Linked DNA regions of Gossypium hirsutum: region 1 is linked to region 2. Evidence: chromatin contacts called from public Hi-C data. All regions are on one chromosome and are shown on one strand. Each heading gives the region's core, a stretch centred on a gene start, on an enhancer-like site or on the middle of the called end of the contact. The rest is flanking DNA. Distances are from core to core; before and after follow the strand shown. Region 1 holds the start of LOC107951922 (probable inactive ATP-dependent zinc metalloprotease FTSHI 2, chloroplastic). Region 2 has its middle 45 kb from the start of LOC107951916.

Evidence for each region. Hi-C and Micro-C count contacts between places; a contact is called where the count stands out from the background.
Region 1: a contact with region 2 is called in a Hi-C map of leaf, with 2.9 times the contacts expected there. The contact joins the promoter of LOC107951922 here to the enhancer-like site in region 2. A contact is called at or near these places in 2 of 34 Hi-C or Micro-C datasets (both in leaf).

What each region holds. Positions count from the first base shown.
Region 1 is chrA02:85,115,595-85,120,853 of Gossypium_hirsutum_v2.1, forward strand. It overlaps LOC107951922 (probable inactive ATP-dependent zinc metalloprotease FTSHI 2, chloroplastic), which reads left to right and starts at 1,921. Exons shown (of 12, transcript XR_001698676.2): 1 at 1,921-3,476; 2 at 4,495-4,667; 3 at 4,891-4,992; 4 at 5,090-5,254.
Region 2 is chrA02:84,133,439-84,138,773 of Gossypium_hirsutum_v2.1, forward strand. No RefSeq gene overlaps it. Among protein-coding and RNA genes, the nearest start is that of LOC107951916, 45 kb to the left of the region's middle. Within about 2 kb of position 3,628, at least 2 of the 9 cell types and tissues checked have an H3K27ac peak or open chromatin away from gene starts, as enhancers often do. A contact at or near this core is called in leaf, where this site is marked.

The DNA.
Region 1 (5,259 bases), core at 671-3,170, 980 kb after region 2:
ATGTGTAGGTATAGGCCAAATCAATTAATTTTGGAATTTGGCTTCAAAGTCCATATTGGACCTCTAAATTTAGTATTTCAAGACCCATCATACATTAATATTTTATTATTATTAAAGTTATATAATTAAAAACTGAAAAATACTTTGTTAATATAAAGTATAACCTTATGACTTAAGGGGGCGAATGTTATACAATGTGGACACCAAATCCAAAATACATGATAGTTTATATATAAAGTTAAAATATCTAAAAATTCCAAGGGGAAGACCGCCCTGATAGTAAGGTTCACTATAATTTCATAAAGAGAATTTAGATTCAAACTTTGAAATGACATTATTGGGACAAATATCATAGATACCTTAGTTTCACTATACATATAGTCGTAAACAAAAATATTAAGGTAAATTACAATAATAGACACTAACTATGCACTTAGTTCTATTTTGGTCACCCAAGTATTATTATTATTTTATTTAGTCACTCAATTTTCTGAAATTAAATATTTTAGTCACTTTCTCGTTAGTTGCTATTAGCTATGGGACAAAAAGCTGATGTTGACCTTTTTATTGCCTTAATAACAAATTTAGCCCTCTAATGATTACACATTTTATCAATTTGATCCTAAATCTAAAAAGTTCTATCAAGAAACAATTGATCCCTCTCTCACTATCGGCAAGACACCTATCAACCCTCTTATCAACCACCATACACGATGCATCACCATATTCAACTCACCTTTATCAGCATCTAGCACCATTGACACTCCTCTCTATTTACTCTTTCACTTCCTCTACTTTTTTCTCTCTTATTTTCTTTCTTTTTTTTTTCAAAACCTTTGATTGTCCAATGTTGTGCCACAACCACCAATCGTTGCTACTTCTCTAATAGTTGCACCACTATTTAGATTGTCTTCTTTATCCACTATTGTTTCGGCCTCCTTTTACTCCTTTGGTCAACAATTAACTTTTTTTCTATTGGGATCACTAAGAGTTGAACCCGAACCACTTAAACCAAACTAAGCCAAGCCAAGTCAATATGAGTTCTTTTTGTTTTTTTTTCAATTCACTTTTTTTTCCTAAATCTTTTGGTTCGTTTCTTCTTTTGCATATGGTGCTAAATTTTCCTCTCTAAAGTAAAGATCTTAATGGTTGTTGGTTTATTGGTTGTTTTTATGACTATCAAGTATTAAGGGTGTTGTGTATGCTAGGATTTTAAAGTATTTTGGGGTTGCTTTTGGGTTAGGGTTAAAAGAGAGGTGGTTGAGACTTAGCATATGGCGGGTCTCGAGTAAATGGTTGGTGGGAGTGGTGTGTAGGACTTGAGGGGAAAATGGTGATGGTGATAGCATCGTGCAAACGGGTAAGATGGTGAGTTCGTGATGTTTGTGGTTGTTTAACTAGTTTTGGGCTGAAGGAAAAATGGTTTGATGATAGAAGCTTTAGTGTTTGTTAGGTTTGAGAGTAGATGAAATTAATATGGTGAGGGTGAGTTGAAGATGGTGATGCATCAGGTATGGTGGTTGAAAAGAGGGTTAGAGAGTGTATATTGTTGAGAGTGAGAAAGAATCCAATTGTTTCTTTGTAGAAATTGTTATATTTTTTTATTTAGGATCAAATTGATAAAATGTGTAAACATTGAAAGGACTAAATTTGTTATTAGGTTAATAAAAAAAGAGCTCACATTAGCTTTCCAGCCCACAACTAACAACAACTAAAAGGAGAGTAACTAAAATATTTAATTTCAAAACGTTGAGTGACTAAATCAAAAAATTAATAGTTGGGTGACCAAAATAAAATGAAGTGCATAGTTAGGTGATTATCTTGTACTTTACCCAAAATATTAATGCGGGTTTATTATAGATGTTAACCGGCGTCGTTTAACACTAAGGTTTAATATTCTTGTTGGTCGGGGACGCAGTTTTTTATCCGGGAGAGGTTTGAAGAGAAAGAAGAAAAGAATAAAATGCTGTGTCTTAGGCTTCCTATTCGACTAAATCGAATGTTCAATAACCTTAACTACAATGTCTCAGTTTCGTTTCACTACGTAAGTCTATCTCTTTCGATCTCTTAACATAGTGAAATTCTTTTCTGTTCATTTTCACTCATAATTCTCTTCACATTTTTTTTTCTTCATTGTTTTTTCATGGCTTATCATTTCTCTTTTGGTTCTTCATTGTACCCAAAGCTTCCATCTTTAAAACCCAAACCTCAAAACCCATTTTTCTTCAGCTCTTACCCTTCAATTTCTTGTCAAATTTATAGCTCTAAGAGCAATAGTTCCGATGATGATGATAAAACCAAGAAAACCCATTTCAATTTTGTTGCTTTACCCATTACTCTTACTATAATCTCCACTTCATTTCCACAACAAAGTTCTCTTGCTGCAGTTAAAGTATCTGATAGGAAAAAAACTCAGAAAAAAACTCAAGAAGCTTTGACCCCTGAGCAGATAAAACAATGGTCGAAAAATCTTCCAGTTGTAACCAACCGGATTCCATATACTGAAATTCTCAGTTTGAAACATGAGGGAAAGCTTAAACATTTAATTAAGCCGCCTAGTGCTAGTTTGAAGCAAAGGGCAGAGCCAGTTTTAGTAGTTTTAGAAGATTCTAGGGTGTTAAGAACTGTTTTGCCTTCAATAGATAGTGATAGGAAGTTTTGGGATTCATGGGATGAGTTAAAGATTGAATCTTTGTGTGTTAATGCATATACACCTCCAATTAAGAGGCCTGAGGTGCCTTCTCCTTATTTGGGATTTTTATGGAGGGTGCCTGCATTTATGTTGTCGTGGTTTAAGCCGAAGAAGGAGTCCAAAAGGGCGCTGGAAATTAGGAGACAAAGAGAGGAGTTTAAGAGGCAAAAAAAGGAGGAGTTGGCGAGAATGAGGGAAGAGAGAGAGATGATTGAAAAGATTATGAAGGCGCAGAAGAAGGAGGATGAGAGGAGAAAGAAGCGAGAGATTAGGAAGAGGAAGTATGAGGAGTCATTGCGTGATGCTAGAAGGAATTATCAAAGTATGGCAAATATGTGGGCCAGTTTAGCTCAGGATTCAAATGTTGCAACTGCGCTTGGATTGGTGTTCTTTGTGATATTTTATAGGACAGTGGTGCTTAGTTACAGAAAGCAGAAGAAGGATTACGAGGATAGGTTGAAGATTGAGAAGGCAGAGGCAGAAGAGAGAAAAAAGATGAGGGAGTTGGAGAGGGAACTGGAAGGAATTGAGGGGGAGGATGATGAGGCTGAGCAAGGGGGAGGTGAGCAGAATCCTTATTTGAAGATGGCTATGCAATTCATGAAGTCAGGAGCACGCGTGCGGAGAGCACAAAATAAGAGACTGCCACAGTATTTGGAGAGAGTAGTGGATGTCAAGTTCTCAGACGTTGCAGGTCTTGGCAAAATCCGGCTTGAGCTTGAGGAAATAGTCAAATTTTTCACACATGGGGAGATGTACCGAAGAAGAGGAGTAAGAATACCAGGTCAAAAATTCTAAACCTGAATAAATTTATTTTAAAATTCAATATTCTGCAATGAAGTTATACTCGAAACCTACATGCAAGCAAGTTGTTATGTCTTGTTTACCTTAAGTCTTTGGCATGACAACTGACAAGTTAACAACCTGGATACAAGAGCTTATAATTGGATGAATCAGCTTTTTCCTTTTTCTTTTTTACTTTGAGATCACTACCCAAACTCTAAATTTGTAGGAATGTAACACTTAAAGTGGCTAAACGAAAATTGCAGTAAATTCATGGATCATGTGTAGTCAACTTACCTCTAAATAAAGATGATAACGCAAAGTTCAAAGAATTATAGCATTTTATCATATGGTATAATGATATGTTTATTCAGTTCTATAAGACAACTATTAAGTTGTTATTGATCTGGATTGCTGAATATCTGATGAGCCTTTCTGTTTCATTATACTTACCACATTCGTGTTTGCAAGAGGTATTTGTGCCTTTCTTTTTTCCTTTTTCAGTCACTGAGCGGAACTCTCATCCTTGATCCCTTTATGACACTGATTAGATAGTTGTTTTCCACAAATTTTGGCTGGTCTTCTCATTTTAAACAGAAGTTGGTCAACATTCAAAAGTGATGTGACATTTTCCTTATTTCTGTTTCTTCTCTGATCTTAGATAATAAATTTGGTCCATTTGTTATCTTGATATACATTCATATGTATTCTCAAAAGGGAAATCCAGAAACTACTTATAACTGTTTTTTTTTTTTCTTTCGGTAAGACATCATTGTAAGCTGATCATCCGTTTTAAGATAATACAGATCCATAAAATATTTCTATTGCCTTCCTATTTCTGGTTTCATTGAACTTTTTTCTCATCTGGTTTGAACACTTTTTGTGGCTGCATGTGCCTAGTAAAACATGATAGAAACATCAAATTTATTTCTATTGCTTGTTTTGCTTTATTTTACTAGTCATATCATTTTTAGTGCTTTGCAGAGGCTTATTTCAGGTTGTATGGATTTCTTAATCAGGTGGAATACTTCTTTGTGGCCCTCCTGGGGTTGGGAAAACTTTACTAGCAAAAGCTGTAGCTGGTGAAGCAGGTGTAAACTTCTTCTCCATATCTGCTTCTCAGTTTGTGGAAATATATGTTGGGGTTGGTGCATCCCGTGTCCGAGCACTTTATCAGGAAGCAAAGGAAAATGTAAGTGTCGTCTTTATTTTAGTTGCTTTATGTTCTCTTTTCTCTCTGCATGTATAACTTGAGTTCTATTTATATGGGTCACATCTATATGTCCAATTTTACATTATTTTCTGATAGTGGATCTATTAAAGTACCAGCTTTAATTTGCTTTTCAATTGGCTGCTTCCAAACTACTTTGTTGACCTTCAGTACAACATTCCATCACTTTATGTAATTTTGGTAGGCCCCTTCAGTCGTATTTATTGATGAGTTGGATGCTGTTGGAAGAGAGCGTGGTTTAATCAAAGGTTCTGGTGGACAAGAACGTGATGCAACCTTAAATCAGGTTCGTTGGGACCTATTTTGCCTATGTATTTAACTTTTTTTTAAATGTAAAATTGTTTCTTTTCCTATTTTAATGTGTTATGATTGTGGTGCTACAGCTTCTGGTATGCTTGGATGGTTTTGAAGGAAGAGGAAATGTTATCACTATTGCTTCCACAAATAGACCAGACATTCTAGATCCTGCACTTGTGAGACCTGGACGGTTTGACCGAAAAATCTTTATCCCCAAACCTGGACTCATAGGTCGCATGGAAATTCTTCAGGTAAA
Region 2 (5,335 bases), core at 2,378-4,877:
AATCCACCTCTAGTGCCATCTGGATCAACTTCAATCCCATAAACATACCCACACCTACTACGAATCCTCTCAATTTAACTTTTTCATATTTTCGTCTCCATGAAGGAGACCATTTGGGGATTTTGTAACTTCAGCATGTATCAAAGTCTTCGAACTGTTCGTAGGTTTCCCAATCCATGAACATTCCAACTTAACAGTTTCATTGCACCCGGTCTGCTTGCCTCTTGGCAGCCACCGATACAAATTGATTTTCTTCCAACAATCTCCTATTTCTACCCATCAGAGAGTTTTCCTTTCCCAATACTATCACACCTTCCATCTTTCCTCTAGCCCGCTTATTCCCTTCTTCGCCAATCAGAGTACCTTCCTCCAGATCGTGTCCATATCAGTTAAATCAGGAACTAACAATGAGTTACTCCCCATGTGATTTCCTAGTATTCTCCAACCTTCCAGATTGAACCCCAAGACTTGGTCGAAAGACTGTCCGTATCCCACTTTTGTATTTGTACCAGTCTAAAAATTACTCCCTTTTCTAACTGTGCTTCCCCCGTCACAGTTCATTTTCCCATCCCCTTCGTCTCTCAACCACACATTATTCATTGCTACAGCCCTCCGAGATTGCGTTCGTATGGAGAAATCCCAACCCACCTCAGCTACTTCCACCCCTAGCATCATCTTTGCTTCACAAAATGAATCGTTATGCCCCAGTCGACCGCAATAAAAGCAAAAAAGAGAGAGTCGCTCGTACCTGAAACTTACATAGGTACAATTCCCGCTGAACAAAATTCGTTTCCTCCTTCCGAACTCTTACCCGCAAATAATTTGTACTTCTCTTTCCCAGATTTGATCCATCATACTCAATAAATTCTCCGATAAAATTTCCCAATTGGGTTGCCAAATTTTTCGAAAAAAGTCCAACGGGGATGTTATGAGTCTGGACCCAAAACGGTGCCATGAACAGTTGCATTTTTTGAGGATCTTCTCCCCATTGTAACTTATGTAAAACTAGCAAATGATTATTAAATGTCCATGGAGATCCCTTCAACATTATCCAAATCCATGATATGATAGAATTGAAACAAGAATCTCTTTTCACCCAAATCTCAAATGTGAACACCCCTAACAGGATGCCAAAGATTTGCCATTGTGCTTCTCATTGCAGGAAAATGAATAACACTAGCAGTTAAAAAACATCCTACTAACCTGAAGATCTCCTCTCCTCTTTCTATATTTGGTTCACTTTGGACTTGTTGGATGGCATCTTCTTCTTCGTTGAGTGATAGTCCTACTAATTCGTTTTCCATTAATTGCAGGTGTAAATCCCGATTGAAACAAAACGCTATACAGAAAGAAACCTTATAATCTAGATTTGAGCCGTCGCCCCTCCACTTACAAACAAAAACAAAAACCCAAGAAAAGAGACGTTCCAAGAATGGCAGACTAGAAACGTGCCAGAGACGGCAGACCCCGCCGTGAAAGATATGTTAGTACAGTAAGAAATGATAATAAAAATGACAATTTAGTTACTTAAAAAACATATTTAAAATTATTAAAACTGATTAAAAATTATATTAATTTTTTATTTTAACATAAAAGATTTGAAAAAAGAAACATAACATCCAACATTTTCAAATTTTACATTGAAATCACATTACTTAATCAAGTTTTAAATAGTTTCAATATATTGAAAATACTATTTTAAAATTAGAAAATTATATCTGAAATTTAAAAATAAAATAGTTTTATCTTAGAATTAAAAATATAGGCAACCAATTTGATTTGAAATTTCAAAATAATCTTTTTACTTATCTAAAAAGTTTAGACTATCAAATTTAAAACTTATTTATATATAATGAAGGAATATTAAATATTTTTAATTACACAATCTATTTTAATTTTGACCAATAATACCACTTATTAGTGTTTGAATTTTTTTAGTATTGAAATAATATGTTTAAACTTTTTTCATATTACTTATAAAACTTATAACAAAATATAAAATAATTTAACATATTTTAATTAATACATACCAGCAATCCATCCATTTAACTTAATATTATCTTTTTCGGTATTATTCATGTCCGTTTTATAATCTATGTTCGGAACTCATGGCTACCCCTCTCAACAATGTCAGTTCGAACCTCGATCTCTACTTAAAAATGCAGTATGTCTTACCATTACATTCAACACTTAATATTAGTATCTACAATAATCTTTGTATATTTTCAATTATTTATGAGAAAAAAATATATTAGTTTTTTTCCTTATTTTATTTATAAAATTTCACTTCTTAATAGTTAGCTTATAACTTTAATTAATGAATTGATAAATGTTATTATTATATTTAAATGTCTAACTAAAAAATTAAAAAATTATATTCTATAATTTTAACTAAACAATAAAAAATTAAATAATATATATTTAAAACTACATTTATTTTCGGATATCATATGGAAATTGAATTAAAATTCAAGTAACACATATTGAAAAAAAAACTACATTTTTGTAATTTTTAATAAATTAATCAAGTAGTACTCTAATACATAATGTTAAATAAACCTAATAAAAAATTAAACGTTAATAATTATTTTAACATTTTTATCAAAATTTAATAGTTACATAATCTTATTCAAAATTATATATTTTTAATCAAACGAAAATAAATTAAGTATTATTTAAAAAACGTTTTATAATTCATAATCGAAATGTTGATTTAAATATTTTACTATCGAAGTTTATTAATTTTAAATTAACATTATACTTTTATATAATAATTTTAAACAATAAACTTTTATTTTCTCTTTAAAATTTTAAAAGTTATTATTTGTTTTGTATATATGGTCACAAATAGTAATTAATTCAATTTTTTAAAATATTAAATTTTTTATTCTTAACTTATATTTATTGTAATACATTTTAATATTTATATTGAATATATGGAGACAAATAGTTTCAAATTTAATATTATTATTATTATGGAGAGACCAAACGCAGAGAAGAAACAAGTGGTGAGTGTAGAGCAAGAAGTTTAAATAAAAAAAAACTAAATAATTTCTTAAAGTTTAAAAGTATAAAGTAGATTACTTTACATAGTAATTTAACTTTGTAAAAGCTCTTCTTATTAGGATGATTTTGACTGTGGCGCTACTTTCCAAGTAAAACATGACATTCCTTCTCAAACAACTGAATTATGATCTTAGTAATTTTCTTTTTCTTCTTTAGTATAACTTTATTCAAAATAAATATTTTATAACAAAAATAAAACCCATAAGCAAATTTAAAGTTGCTTTAAGAAAGTAAAGCTTATATGTGAAGCTATCAAGGCATATAAAAAAAACTCAAAAAGACAAAAAAGTAAGTCTTTTAAAATTAAAATTAACCCACAAATTTCCATTCTTTCACACATTAATTTCACCTAACATATTACCTAAAACTTTTGACCTTCAATAAGATTTGTTGATATACAAGAAACAATACCGACAATGATAATAATAATTGTTGATATGAAGTTTGGAGGTTTGTCTATACCATGATTAATGTGTCAAGAATTTTGAAGAGAGAATGGCCGATCCACTCTTCTTGCGGGAGGAGTATCCTTTTATACGTCAAGGGCCTTGAAAGATATTGTATGTGGACCATAGCATATTGTTGCCTAACCTTGTAGACTGGGGAGTAAGGTTATGGGTGATGTGATTGAATAAGAGAGATCATAAAGTGGTTGATGGAACGAGTTCATGACATTTGAGATGTAATGGATGTGATGGGATAGATTTCTAGTAAGATACAAATGACTCCTTATGTGGATAAGCCTTTATGTCCGCAAGCACTCAAATCAGGTGGATGCCTTAAATGCAAAACTAGCAAGGTTTTGATATAACAATTTTCAAATTTTAAACCATTTCACATTAATTTAAGAATGTTTTGGTTAAAAATTATGGCAACACAAGTATCAATAAATCAACAATTTACTGATTTCTATAAGTTTTTGTCTTTTATTTTGCGGCGCTTCAAATCCGTTCAAGACAGTTCAATTCGAATTTCAAATATCATATTAACCACCGAAGTGATTTTTTCGTCAAAACACCAGAATAGATACTATTCAACCAATCACATCTCACACAGTTATTCATTTAAACATGCAAAATCCTAAATCCATGCTTTCTTTGCGCTACTCTAATCATCATGTCATCAGCATAGTTCGTAAATTGAATTATTAATAAAAAATATTCTAAAAGCTTCAGTTGAACATCCATGCAGGTGATAGTGTATTTAAAAGGTTAAATTTAAGAAGATTTTAGAAGTCATTTTATTTAAAAACAAATGATTGGATCTATATCATAATGAAGTAAAATGTTGGAAAACACCATTTCACAAGGTTGAAAATAGTATAATAGAGTAATACATATGAATCTTGTTTAGGAAGATTCATTAAAACATCATGCGTCTCTTCATAAAATCATCATCATTTAATTAGTTCATAGGCCACCTACTATTTACGTAATTTGTCCAATTTTACATTCCATGAAAACTAAGCTCATGATTAATTTCCAAATCACACATAAAACATATAAGACTTACCTCGTTAACCAGTGGTTCTTCAACCTGCACTTACAAGTTAATTGAACAATTACTCATACTATTCATCAAGCATTCGCAATCTACCATTCAATCATTTGTCTGAAGCAGTAATAAAACTTCCAAATCAAACCAATAAGAGTCTGTAATGTCCAATTACATCTCAATGATTATAACAAAATCTAATTCTAAATCCCACTATTTGGTCTCATATTGCCTTCCTCAATTAGATTTGGGAACACATCAACATACCAAGGTAGCTAGAGCCTCGTTATGGATCACTTGGATGGCTCACTTCTCCACCTCTTCACAAGCTAAATCACTGTAATGATATAAGAGAATGGGTGAGCTTATGAAAGCTCAGTGAGTGCTTAAACATACTACAAATAAACATATCAGTTAGGTTAGGTGAAATAGGCATGCTTAAATGATTCACTTTTTATCATAGCTTACACAAGACAATAGTTCACACAAATTAAACGGTTTACATAGAATAGGCAGTTCACATAAAATAACAATTCATGCATAATAATAGATCATTCAATATAAAAGTTCATACAATATAACAGTTCATTCAATATAATAATTCATTCATACAACATCATAACTCATATATCTCAAATAATGATAAATTGACATTTTTGTGATTATGGGCTCTATCACTACACATTGGATAAACAGATCTCTTTATAACTCCTCAGTTTTGGACTCAAAGAGCCGTATGCTATCTTCGATATATGTGTAGCACGAATGTTCACAC